Regions from separate parts of the Mus musculus genome. Here region 2 is linked to region 1. A link is a contact called in public Hi-C data. All regions are on one chromosome and are shown on one strand. Each heading gives the region's core, a stretch centred on a gene start, on an enhancer-like site or on the middle of the called end of the contact. The rest is flanking DNA. Distances are from core to core; before and after follow the strand shown. Region 1 has its middle 10 kb from the start of Gm33204. Region 2 has its middle 7.3 kb from the start of Gm39071.

What was found. Hi-C and Micro-C count contacts between places; a contact is called where the count stands out from the background.
Region 2: a Hi-C map of the N1E-115 cell line shows a contact between it and region 1, with 2.9 times the contacts expected there. The contact joins two enhancer-like sites. A contact is called at or near these places in 3 of 484 Hi-C or Micro-C datasets (the HPC-7 cell line, the N1E-115 cell line and cortical neurons).

Annotation. Positions count from the first base shown.
Region 1 is chr7:111,997,072-112,002,275 of GRCm38.p6, reverse strand. No RefSeq gene overlaps it. Among named protein-coding and RNA genes, the nearest start is that of Gm33204, 10 kb to the left of the region's middle. Within about 2 kb of position 2,700, at least 30 of the 459 cell types and tissues checked have an H3K27ac peak or open chromatin away from gene starts, as enhancers often do. A contact at or near this core is called in the N1E-115 cell line, where this site is marked.
Region 2 is chr7:112,177,999-112,183,202 of GRCm38.p6, reverse strand. No RefSeq gene overlaps it. Among named protein-coding and RNA genes, the nearest start is that of Gm39071, 7.3 kb to the left of the region's middle. Within about 2 kb of position 2,807, at least 72 of the 459 cell types and tissues checked have an H3K27ac peak or open chromatin away from gene starts, as enhancers often do. A contact at or near this core is called in the N1E-115 cell line, where this site is marked.

The DNA.
Region 1 (5,204 bases), core at 1,451-3,950:
TGAGTATATCCGCAGTCACAGGGTGGTGGCTCCAGGCTGCTGGTCCCCTAGGAGAATAGACTTATAGACAAGGTGAATGAATGCAAGGTGTTGGAGATCCTCTGGTAGACTAGAGTGTCTCCATGCCTAGGACCTACTGGGAAGCTGGAAAGAAGAAATCAAAAGAAGGAATTCTAGATGTGGATTCTAGAAGTGGATGCCTAGGCACAAAAGGAGTTAGCCGTAGTGCTGAGAAACTGAAAGAACTTTTGGACTAGAGAGGTGGAGAAAGGATTTGAGATTGTGGTGAGAGGTATGGGGTCACTGCACATAGAAGTACTGAAGTGTGAAATATTCTTGTGGGAATAGACTTGCTAAGCTGTTTGAGGGCTAGATTAGTCTCACTTTATAAAGTAATCCAAATGAGCAATATTCCCACAGGCTCAAGTATTTGAATACTTGGTCCCAACTTGGCAGGATCATTTGGAGACTGTGGAACTTTAGGAGATGCAGCCTCATTGGAGCAAGTACTCACTTGTGGGGTAGGCTTTGAGGGCTTATAGCCTCACCTCACTTCCACGTTGTCTTCTGCTTTCTGTGTGAGATTGAGATGTGATCTCTTAGTCACTGATTTTGCCATATGTGTGTGTGTATATGTGTATGTGTGTGTATATATGTATATGTATATATGTATATATGTTTCTGTGTGTGTGTGTGTGTGTGTGTGTATACACACACATAAATATATGTATACATGAGCCAGAGGTGGTAGTACATGCCTTTAATCCCAGCACTCGGGAGGCAGAGGCAGGCAGATTTCTGAGTTCGAGTCCAGCCTGGTCTACAAAGTGAGTAGGACAGCCAGGGCTATACAGAGAAACCCTGTCTCGAAAAACCAAAAATAAAAACAAACAAACAAACAAACAAATAAACACACACATATACATATGTGTGTGTGTATATATATACAGTTGTAGTGGCCCAGCCCAAGTGGTTTCAGGGGGAACACTAACTATTAGGGACTGGGCCTGAGATCATTTGTGTTATAGTTAGAAAAAGAATTTAACTGCCTTTTGCCCATGTCCTAAGAACTTGCCTGAGGCTAAAGTAATTAAATTATTAAACGAAATTAAAACGGACTAATTTTTTTGATGGAAGAAAATTTCATAGCAGCATAAGTTAAGTCTGTGGCATGGTTGTTACCAATAACAGGAATGCAGGTCTACAATGGGAAAAAAAGCAATTGGGACAGAAAGAAAGACAGAAATATGTAGACAGAAAGAGCACTAGGAAACTTAATGCCACAGCTAAACCACACGCTGAAAGAGAGGCTATAACTATTAGGTGGATTAGCAACTGTTAAGGAGAGACCTTCTGCTCTGCAGCAGAACAATGGGAGGGATACCTTTAGGGCAAGACCCCAGCCAACTAAGCTAGTCTGTGACTGGAGAAAGGCTTAGACAGTGGTTCTCAACCTTCCTAATGCTGCAGCCCTTTAACACAGTTCCTCATGTTGTTGTGACCCAACCATAACATTATTTTTGTTGCTACTTCATAACTATGATTTTTTTGTTATTAATTGTAATGTAATCTGATATACAGATGGTCTTAGGTGACCCCTGTGAAAGGATTGTTTGACCTCTCAAAGGGATTGATTGCAACCCACAAGTTGAGAACCACAGGCCTAAGGGGCACCTGACCCTAGAAAGCAATTGCTGCTAATGCAGTTAAAGGGCAAAGGTCTGCCCCAAGCTGGCAGCTGGACTTGGCAGTATTGGCCACATGGCACTGGTTTCGGAAGCATGAAGGATGCAAGAGGGAAGGGGTTATGGAATCTTCCTCCATGGTTTCAGAGAGCTGCTGGGGCCAGGCAATGTGTGGCAGGGGAGTCCTTGCAGGGAGGCTATGAGAAGCCATCTCATGAAGTTGTGGAAGTGAAACCTGGGTGCAATAGAGAAATTGGAGATGTCAGAGTCATGAGGCAACTGCCAAGGAGAGCTGTGGCCAGGAGTGAAGCCAGATCATGAGAGAGCTATTATATGTTGCAGACAACAAAACTGGAGGGGTAAAGACATCTAAGGTATTTAAAACTAAACTCCCAGCCACTGGACATGGAGCTACAGGATTTAGTATTTTCCCTGCTGAGTTTCAGTCTTGCTTTGGTCTATGCATACTCTGTGCCATTGTGTGTTGGAGGTATGCAATCTGTCTTTGCTTTTACAGGGAGTCACAGTTAACAGATCACCTTGAGGCTGGGTAATGATAGCATGTGCCATTAATCTCAGCACTCAGGAGACAGAGCCAGGGAGATTTCTGAGTTCAAGTCTAGTCTGATCTACAGAGCAAGTTCCAGGACATCCTTGGATACACAGAGAAACCTTGTCCTTAAAACCAGGGGTTGAGAGGGAGTTACCTTAAGTCTCAGAAGAATCTTTGGACTTAGAACTTTTCAACAATGTTGAGACTATTAAAGACAATGGAGACTTTAGAAGTTTGCATCATGAGATAGCTAGCCATGGGCAGTGGGTAGCAGGGAATAGAATGTTGTAGTTTGACTAAGAAGTGTCCTTCATAGGTTTAGGTATTTGAACATTTGTTCCCCTGTTGATGGTGCTGTTTGGGAAGGTTCTAGAACTTTCAGGAGGCATGGCCTTGATGGAGTTAAGTACATCAGTGAGTGAGTCTAAGTTTTGAGGGTGTAGAGCCTTGTTTCACTTCCAGTTCACTGACTCCTTCATATGTGTGACTGAGATGCAATCTCTCAGCTTCCTGCTCTGGACATCAGCAGCTGCCATGCCTCTTCCTCCATTATTGACATTTTCTCTGGAACCTTAAGTCTAAATAAGTTATTTTTTTGTAAGGCAATTTTGTTTGTGTTTTATCAAAGCAACAAAGGTAATACATTTTCCCAAGAGTAGTCTGTGCCTAGTGGGGCCCTTTAAAATGAATGGCTGCTATCAGCCTATTATGTCAAAAACCCTGTGCAACTTCAAGTCACAGAAGGAGGGATGAGACAAAGGGTTAAAAATAGCATGTGGACTTGGTGTGTATGAATGTGTGTGTGTGTGTGTGTGTGTGTGTGTGTGTGCGCGTGCAATTGACATTTTATTACAGAAGAGCAGAGTGAAAACAAGGCAAGCTCTCTTCTTTGTCCCTTCACAAGGGAAAATACCACTCTGATAACAACAAACAACAAAGCTCTCTTTCTTGTGGGTGTGGCTCTTGGTGTCTTGTTTTTTGTTTTTGTTTTGTTTTTTTTCAGTAGACAGAAACTTCCTTCCACTCTATCTCCTGTGGCATTTTAATCCACTCAAGATGAAACTTTTGAAGAAGGACGTTGTTGAACTGCAATGTGTTCAAGAAGTGATGACCAAGATAGTACGGAACCTATGAACTTTGTCATATGAGCAGTTGGGTGTATTTAGTTCAGGGGCATGGCACTCTGCAGGGATATGACAGCTGCCATCAAACAAAGTGAGGCTGCCAGGAGGAGAAGGGCTTGCTTGGTATTTCTCACACAGACGCTACAGGGGGATAATTTTGGCTAGCACAACAGAACATTTTAATGATTAGAACAATCCAGAAATGGAAGAGGCTGCCCCAGGGGACCCTGATTTATAATCAGCAGAGGTGTTGAGTCAGAGTCCGAATCCCCTGTGGGCATGGCTGTGGTGCTTTATCGTAGGATAATTGATGCAGAAAGTGGAAAATTAGGAGAAAAAAACCTTCTAAGGTCATTTCCAGACATTCTAATTCTATGCACTGAATTCTGGTTAAGAACATCTGACCTCAGCTGACTTACACTGAAGATCTGCCACGTTTCTAAGGCCTAAGAATGAAGTGTGGGGAATGTGAATGGATAAGGGGCACTAGAGCAATGTGCTTGGATGTAAAGTGTCCCTACAGCAGTTCCATTCATTTGCATGCCTGGTCATTGACTGACCGCGCTATTTTGAAAGGTTGTGGGAATTTCAAAAAGTAAACTGACCTAGAGAAGGGCTTGTGAAAATTATGTCTTGTTCTCTTTGCCCACAGGTCCCTGTCTCTTTGCTTCCTGTCTGTTCTACAACACCCTCCCCAACATGATGAACTGACAGCTTTGAAGCCATGAGCTAAAATAATCCCTTAGGTTGTTCCTACTAGGTATCTTCTGGTGACAGCAGCAGCAGCAGCAGCAGCAGCAGCAACAACAACAACAACAACAACAAAAGTCAGCAAATACAGGAAGGTGGGGGCTGTAAGGAAGAGTCTAAAAAAGTAGGCTTTGCTTCTTCATTTTCTGGATTTACTGGTGGATTGGGAAGTTTGTTTGTTTTTCTGGGATTATTCTGTTTACCTTTGCATGGAGAGGTTCTAGGTGTCTCAGGGGCTATGCTGATGCAAAGCCTCTCTTTCTACCAGGTCCTTTCTGCAGATTGTGCGCAGGATATCTAGTGCCAGCCATGACAACTCTAAGTGCCAGATTTGAAGATAAAATGAAAAGCAATTGAAATTAGCCAGTCAGATCCAGACTGAAGTTCTATTTTTATTCCTCCCTTATTGAGGGCAGTGGCTGAAAGTTTGATTCAAATGCCTGATGTGTTTCTCCTGCCTTGCCTTTAATTGGTTTTGTCGGCTTCATTTGATTTTGTTTTGATTGGAGTCCTGCTGCATAGTCTGGGCTTTCTCTTCATATAATGCAATGTGCCAAAGATGGAGTTATCCTGCATAATGGGCCAGACATTCCCTCCCCGCCTCAGTTTACATTGTAGCTACATCTGGCAGACTGTAATAACATCCTGTTTCACTTATTGTAGTGGGGGTGTGAGAGCTTCCTGAAAGCAGAAGCAAAACTAAACATGTAAATTATTTCTATGGATAATACACAGCTCTTAGGGAAAGTTTACAGAGCTATTTGGTGGTAAGTTAGCAGCAGATCTGGGTTTTGTTGTTTTTTTTATGGTGTGTAATTAGACAGCTATAGCTGTTATTGTAAAATGGCACCCAGTTTTGGTAGCTAAATGGATCTGTAGTTTTAATATGGTTCTTCTTCCTTGGTACATGGTCCTACATGAAGATCCATCTTTGATTTTCTGTTTTCCTGTTTAAAACATCCCATGGTACTTTAATCAACTTTATGCAGCAGAAATAATATTTCTGACAGACTGGAAACAAACTTTTTTTGTGTTCTGTTTAAAGATAATCTCCATCCTTGCTTTGAGAACACAAGCTTTCTAAAGGCTGCC
Region 2 (5,204 bases), core at 1,558-4,057, 180 kb before region 1:
AGGGTGTGCTTCTCATATGGTCCTAAGAATTAGCAGTGTGACCACTGTGGCGTGTGCTGAAGTGTCCTCCTTGAGAACAAACCCTGGGTGAGAGCATGGAGGGGTGAGGCACTAAGAGTGCCCAAACAGTGGAGACCTTGTGGAGACCACATGGAGAGGTGTCAGTCAGCCCCCACCTGTTCGACCTACCCCAGAGATAAATTATTAATAAAGAATTTGCCATTGTTATTTATTAATGAATAAATAAGAGTATGGCTGCTTTTATCCAGACCATCTAGTAGATGCCTAAGGCTACAGTGGATACAGGAAGGGGGAGACCCAAGAGAAGAGATGATGGTGGTGATGATGATAATGGTGGTGGTAGTGGTGATTATGTGTATGCTGTGGATATAGTGTGTGTGTGTGTGTGTGTGTGTGTGTACTTGCCATGGAATGTATGTACAAGTTAGAGGGCAACTTTAGGGAGTTGTTTCTCTCCTTCTACTGTGTGTTTCGGGGATTGTCCTGCTTGTGAGGCGTGCTATTTTACCCTTTGAGCCTTCTCATTTGCCTCAGATGAGAATCTTGCTTCATGACCTGGCAACATTCTTTCCCTCAGTGGGACTCAGTTTCCCCACTGGAGAAGTGTAGAATTGTCGGCTCTATCAACTCTGACTTAATTATTCTGAGCCCTAAAAACCTGAAGATGGCTAGAGAGAGATGGCTCATGGGTAGAAGCATTTCCTGCTAAGCCTGACATGTAGCTTCAAACCCAGCACCCACGAGATAAGGAGAGAACCAACTCCCACATACAAGCTGTGACCTGTACCCCCAACTCAAACTAAGTACATAAATGTAATCATAAAAAAGAACTGGAAATCTGGGTGGTGGTGGCGCATGTTTTTAATCCCAGCCCTTGGGAGGCAGAGGTAGGTGGATCTCTGAGTTCAAGGCCAGCCTGGTCTACAGAGTGAGTTTCAGGGTAGTCAAGACAAAAAAAAAAAAAAAAAAAAAAAAAAAAAAAAAAGAAAGAAAGAAAGAAAGAAAGAAAGCAAGCAAGCAAGCAAAACAAACAAACAAACAAACAAACACCCAGTAGAACATGTGATGTGGATTGTGGTTTGGGGACTGTCTGTGACCAGGCTGTGTGGATGAGGGAACACATCCACTCGCTAGGTGGGCACCTTCACCTGTGGCTCTGAGGTTCTCAGAAGAGACTGGTGAGCGAAGGGCCCCAGTGGAAGGTTTACTGTGGGACTGGGTCACAGAGGCTTATGGGATGGGGTCACTGGGTCAGCCTGAAACATTTTTCTACAGCATCCAGAGAAGTTTCTGCTATTGATCTTTGTCAATCCTTTAAAACTCCAGAGAGCATCTCAGTCATTAATGCTGGCTTGATAGCGGGAGGGTCCGACTGGGGCTCCAGAACCCCTGGTTTGTTTGTTTGTTTGTTTGTTTGTTTGTTTAAAATAACAATCATTTTTAAGAGCCATGTGTGGTGGTGTGTGCTTGGAATCACAGCACTGCTGCGGAGACAGGCAGATCTCAGGCTCACTGGCCAGCCAGACTAGGCTACTCAGTGAGTTCTAGGTCAGTGAGCAATCTGTCTCAAAAATCAAGGCGAGCAATGCCTGAGGAGAGACATCTGAAGCTGCGCTCTGACCTCCACACCTGTGTGTGCATACATGAGAGTGTGTGTGTGTGTGTGTGTGTGTGTGTGTGTGTGTACTGATGGGGGGAGATTGGAGGGGAGACAGACATGATCCAGTAGAACAGGGATGGATAATCCATCTTCCTCAGGCCAAACACTCGTCACTTCATTTTCTAAATCTCACACAGCCACCATGGCCCAGTGTGAATGCCTCCATGTGACTTTGCCAGGTCATGTTGGTCTCTTCTACCAACTACCAAAGAATCCTATGTCCTTTCTTGTGCTAACTGCTGCTGGTGTGTGTGTGTGTGCATCTGTGTGTTTCCAATCTAGTAAAATACATACAGAATCCCAAAGCCTTAGAACCAGGGTGGGAAGTGGAGCTAAAGATAACATTACTCTTTTGTTTATCTTTGTTTGTCAGATGGTCTCTCTGTTTTAGTCCAGGATACTCTAGTTCACAATCCTGTTGTCTCAGTCTCTCAAGCACTGGAATTACAGCTGTGTACCACAATGCCTAGCTCTGAATTCTATTTTCTTAACATGTTAAAATGCCAAGACATCAGATCTGTTGGATGAAACAAAATATAGTATCCAAATTAATTTTTATTTGCTTCGTATACTTATTTTGATGTAGCTGTTAGAGGAAAAAAGCACAGATGACTTTCGTGTTCCCTGCCTGTGGTGGCAGTCATCTTTGTCTCAGACAGAGATGTGTTGTGCTTGAGAGTCCCACTGAGAAGGTGAGGAAGGGAAGAGCTCCGGGTGCCTCTGGGACTTCCGATGTTCTAGGAAACTGCCATCTTATTTTACCTTCCTGGTACCCTGTGTTGGGGTGATGGGGGGCAGCAACGGGAGAGACCAATAGACACACCAAGACAGAGCTAAGGGAAGGAGTGGCCAACCCATCTGCCTTCTGCCTTCCCAATGCAGACCGCCTGGTTCCCCAGCTTCCCAGCTTGGGCGTGGTCTTCCAGGCTCTCTGCCAGTCCCTCCAGATCCAAATGGTCTCATGAGTGCCAGCCACACGCCCTTCTCCCCCGCCCCCCCCCCCCGCCTCTTCTTCAACAACTATGTAGCTGTGCCAGAGTAGTCTTTAATGAAGTCTTTTGAGTCAGGCAGCTGGGCCTGTCGGAGCTAGGTTCTAGTGCAGATGTCTCCCAGTCTCCGAATCAAAGTCCTAAGTCCAAAATGTCCGCCCCAGTCTGGTGGCAGCTGGCACTGCAGCTATAGCTGCTCTGGAAAGTAATGATGAGACCACAAGGTGGCGCTGTTCCCACGGCCCTCCACCCTTAACCATCCCCACCCTCTTCCTGAAACCTCAGGCCATATTTGCATCCAACGTAAACATTTCAGCTTTGGGAAAAGGCTCTGGATGGGTTGTTGGGTTTGTTTGTTTGTTTTTCCCTCTCAGCCTTCAGCTGCCAAAGGTTGCTCAGATTTCGGAATTCTGCTGCAACAAATGCTCCTCTGGGTGCACACTTAAATGTTGAGCAGGTTTTAGACCCAAGGCCAAGTCCTGCTCCAAATGAATTCTGTACCCAGAGGTATGCCTAATACTTTGGAGAAGAGCACCCGCATCGCACAAACACCCTGTGGGTGTTCACGGGTGTAAGCACGAGGGCAGGGGAAGGACGATGATGACCTCCACAGATCAATCAATGTGGTTCCTTACTAAGGGATGCTGGCTGGTTGGTTGGTTTGAGATGAGATTTTATCACATAGACCAGGCTGGCCTCGAACTCACAATCTTCTAGGCCTCGAAAATGCGTAGATCACAGGCATGGAACCCCCCCCCCCCGCCAAACACACACACACACACACATCTCACTTATCTTTAGGATTTTATTTTTAAATATCTAAAGCTTACAAAGAAGTAAAATATGTAGCAGCAGGGTGAGTTTTAAAACATAACCACTGCTTTTGGCTACAGCCATGGGCTAAAGGGATCCCTGCTGCAGCCACTCTGGAACGTGGCTTGAGAAGCTCAGGCCAGGCCTGAGTTAAGGGGAGACTCAAGGGGGTTGTATGCTACTCTGTGATGGCTTCATTTTAAAGTCCAAGTCTGCAAACGCAGCTATTACAACTCAGAGGGTTTTGGTTTTTGTTTCTTCTGTTTTTTTATTTTCTCTGTGTCCAGAGTGTCCTCAGACTATTCTGCTCGTGGAGAGTGGCATCTGAAGCTCCTGACCTGTTCCGTCCACCTTACCCCTTTCAGCATCTTTATACTCAAGACCCTCAGGACTCCTGAGAACAGGAGAGGACAGAGACAGCCAAAGCACAGAGACAGAAGTAGACTCACTTTAGAGCACACACTATGTCTATAAAGATAAAACTTAAGCCAAGTACAGCAGCTGGCACCTGTGTAGTTCCAGCACACGGGAGGCTGAGGTCAGAGGACTGGGAGTTCAATACCTGGGCTATCTTGTATGACTCTCTTTTTTCCTTTAAAAAGATTTATTTTGTATATGAGCGCTCTTTCTACATGTACACCTGCATGCCAGAAGAGGGCATCAGATCCCATTATAGATTGTTGTGAGCCACCCTGCAGTTGCTGGGAATTGAAATTAGAACCTCTGGAAGAACAGTCAGTGCTCTTAACTGCTGAGCCATCTCTCCAGCCCCATGACTCTGTTTCAAACGAGAAAATACTATGCACTGAGCTGGGGCAATGGTTCAGTTGGCGAGGTGCTTGCCCTGCAAGTGTCAGGACTGAGTTTAGATCCCTAGAACCCATATAAAAAGTGAGCTCTGTGGTCTGTAACCCTGACACTGGGGAGAGGAAACAGAGACAGATGGGTCCTTAAAGCATATTCATCAATTAGACTAGCCTAGCTAGTGAGGTCCAGGTTTAACACAAAACCCTGTCTTAAAACAAGACAAACATCAACCCCTGACTTCCCTGGGCATGCACATGGATACCCCTTCCACACACACAATGCAGTGACACAGACAACTACACACATTACATCACAGCACACACACACACACACACACACACACACACACACACACACACACACACTAAATAATAGCATTTGGTACTCCCATAACAATTCTATGCAATAATCTAGAGTTGTGTTTAAGGTAGAATTCATGGAAAACATTAGACACTATGAAGAAGGGGCTGGGGACACAGCACAGTGGTGGCACACACCTATGATCCCAGCACTCAGGACCTGAAGACAAGATTATTAGAAGTTCAAGGTTGTCCACAGTTATATAGTGAATTTGAAGGCAGTCTGGGCTACTACGGAAAACCCAGTCTCAAGAAAATAAATAAGGTAGCAGTTGAAAGTGGCTCTGAGAAGAATGTCACTTTATTCAGTGATGTAGCTGCTGATATGCTGCTCCAGTAAATGGCCCCCTACCCATGCTTACACAGGTAGCCATACTTAAACTCAGTGGATAACGCATGCACAAAAAAGGGACAGACTTGTAAATAAGGGTTTCAGCAGGAGAGGGGGATAGCAAGAGTAATTTGAGTGAGACGGGATAAAATTATAAATGTATATTGATATTTAATGTATAAATTAATATGTAAATTTATATAAATAAAATATAAACTTATATG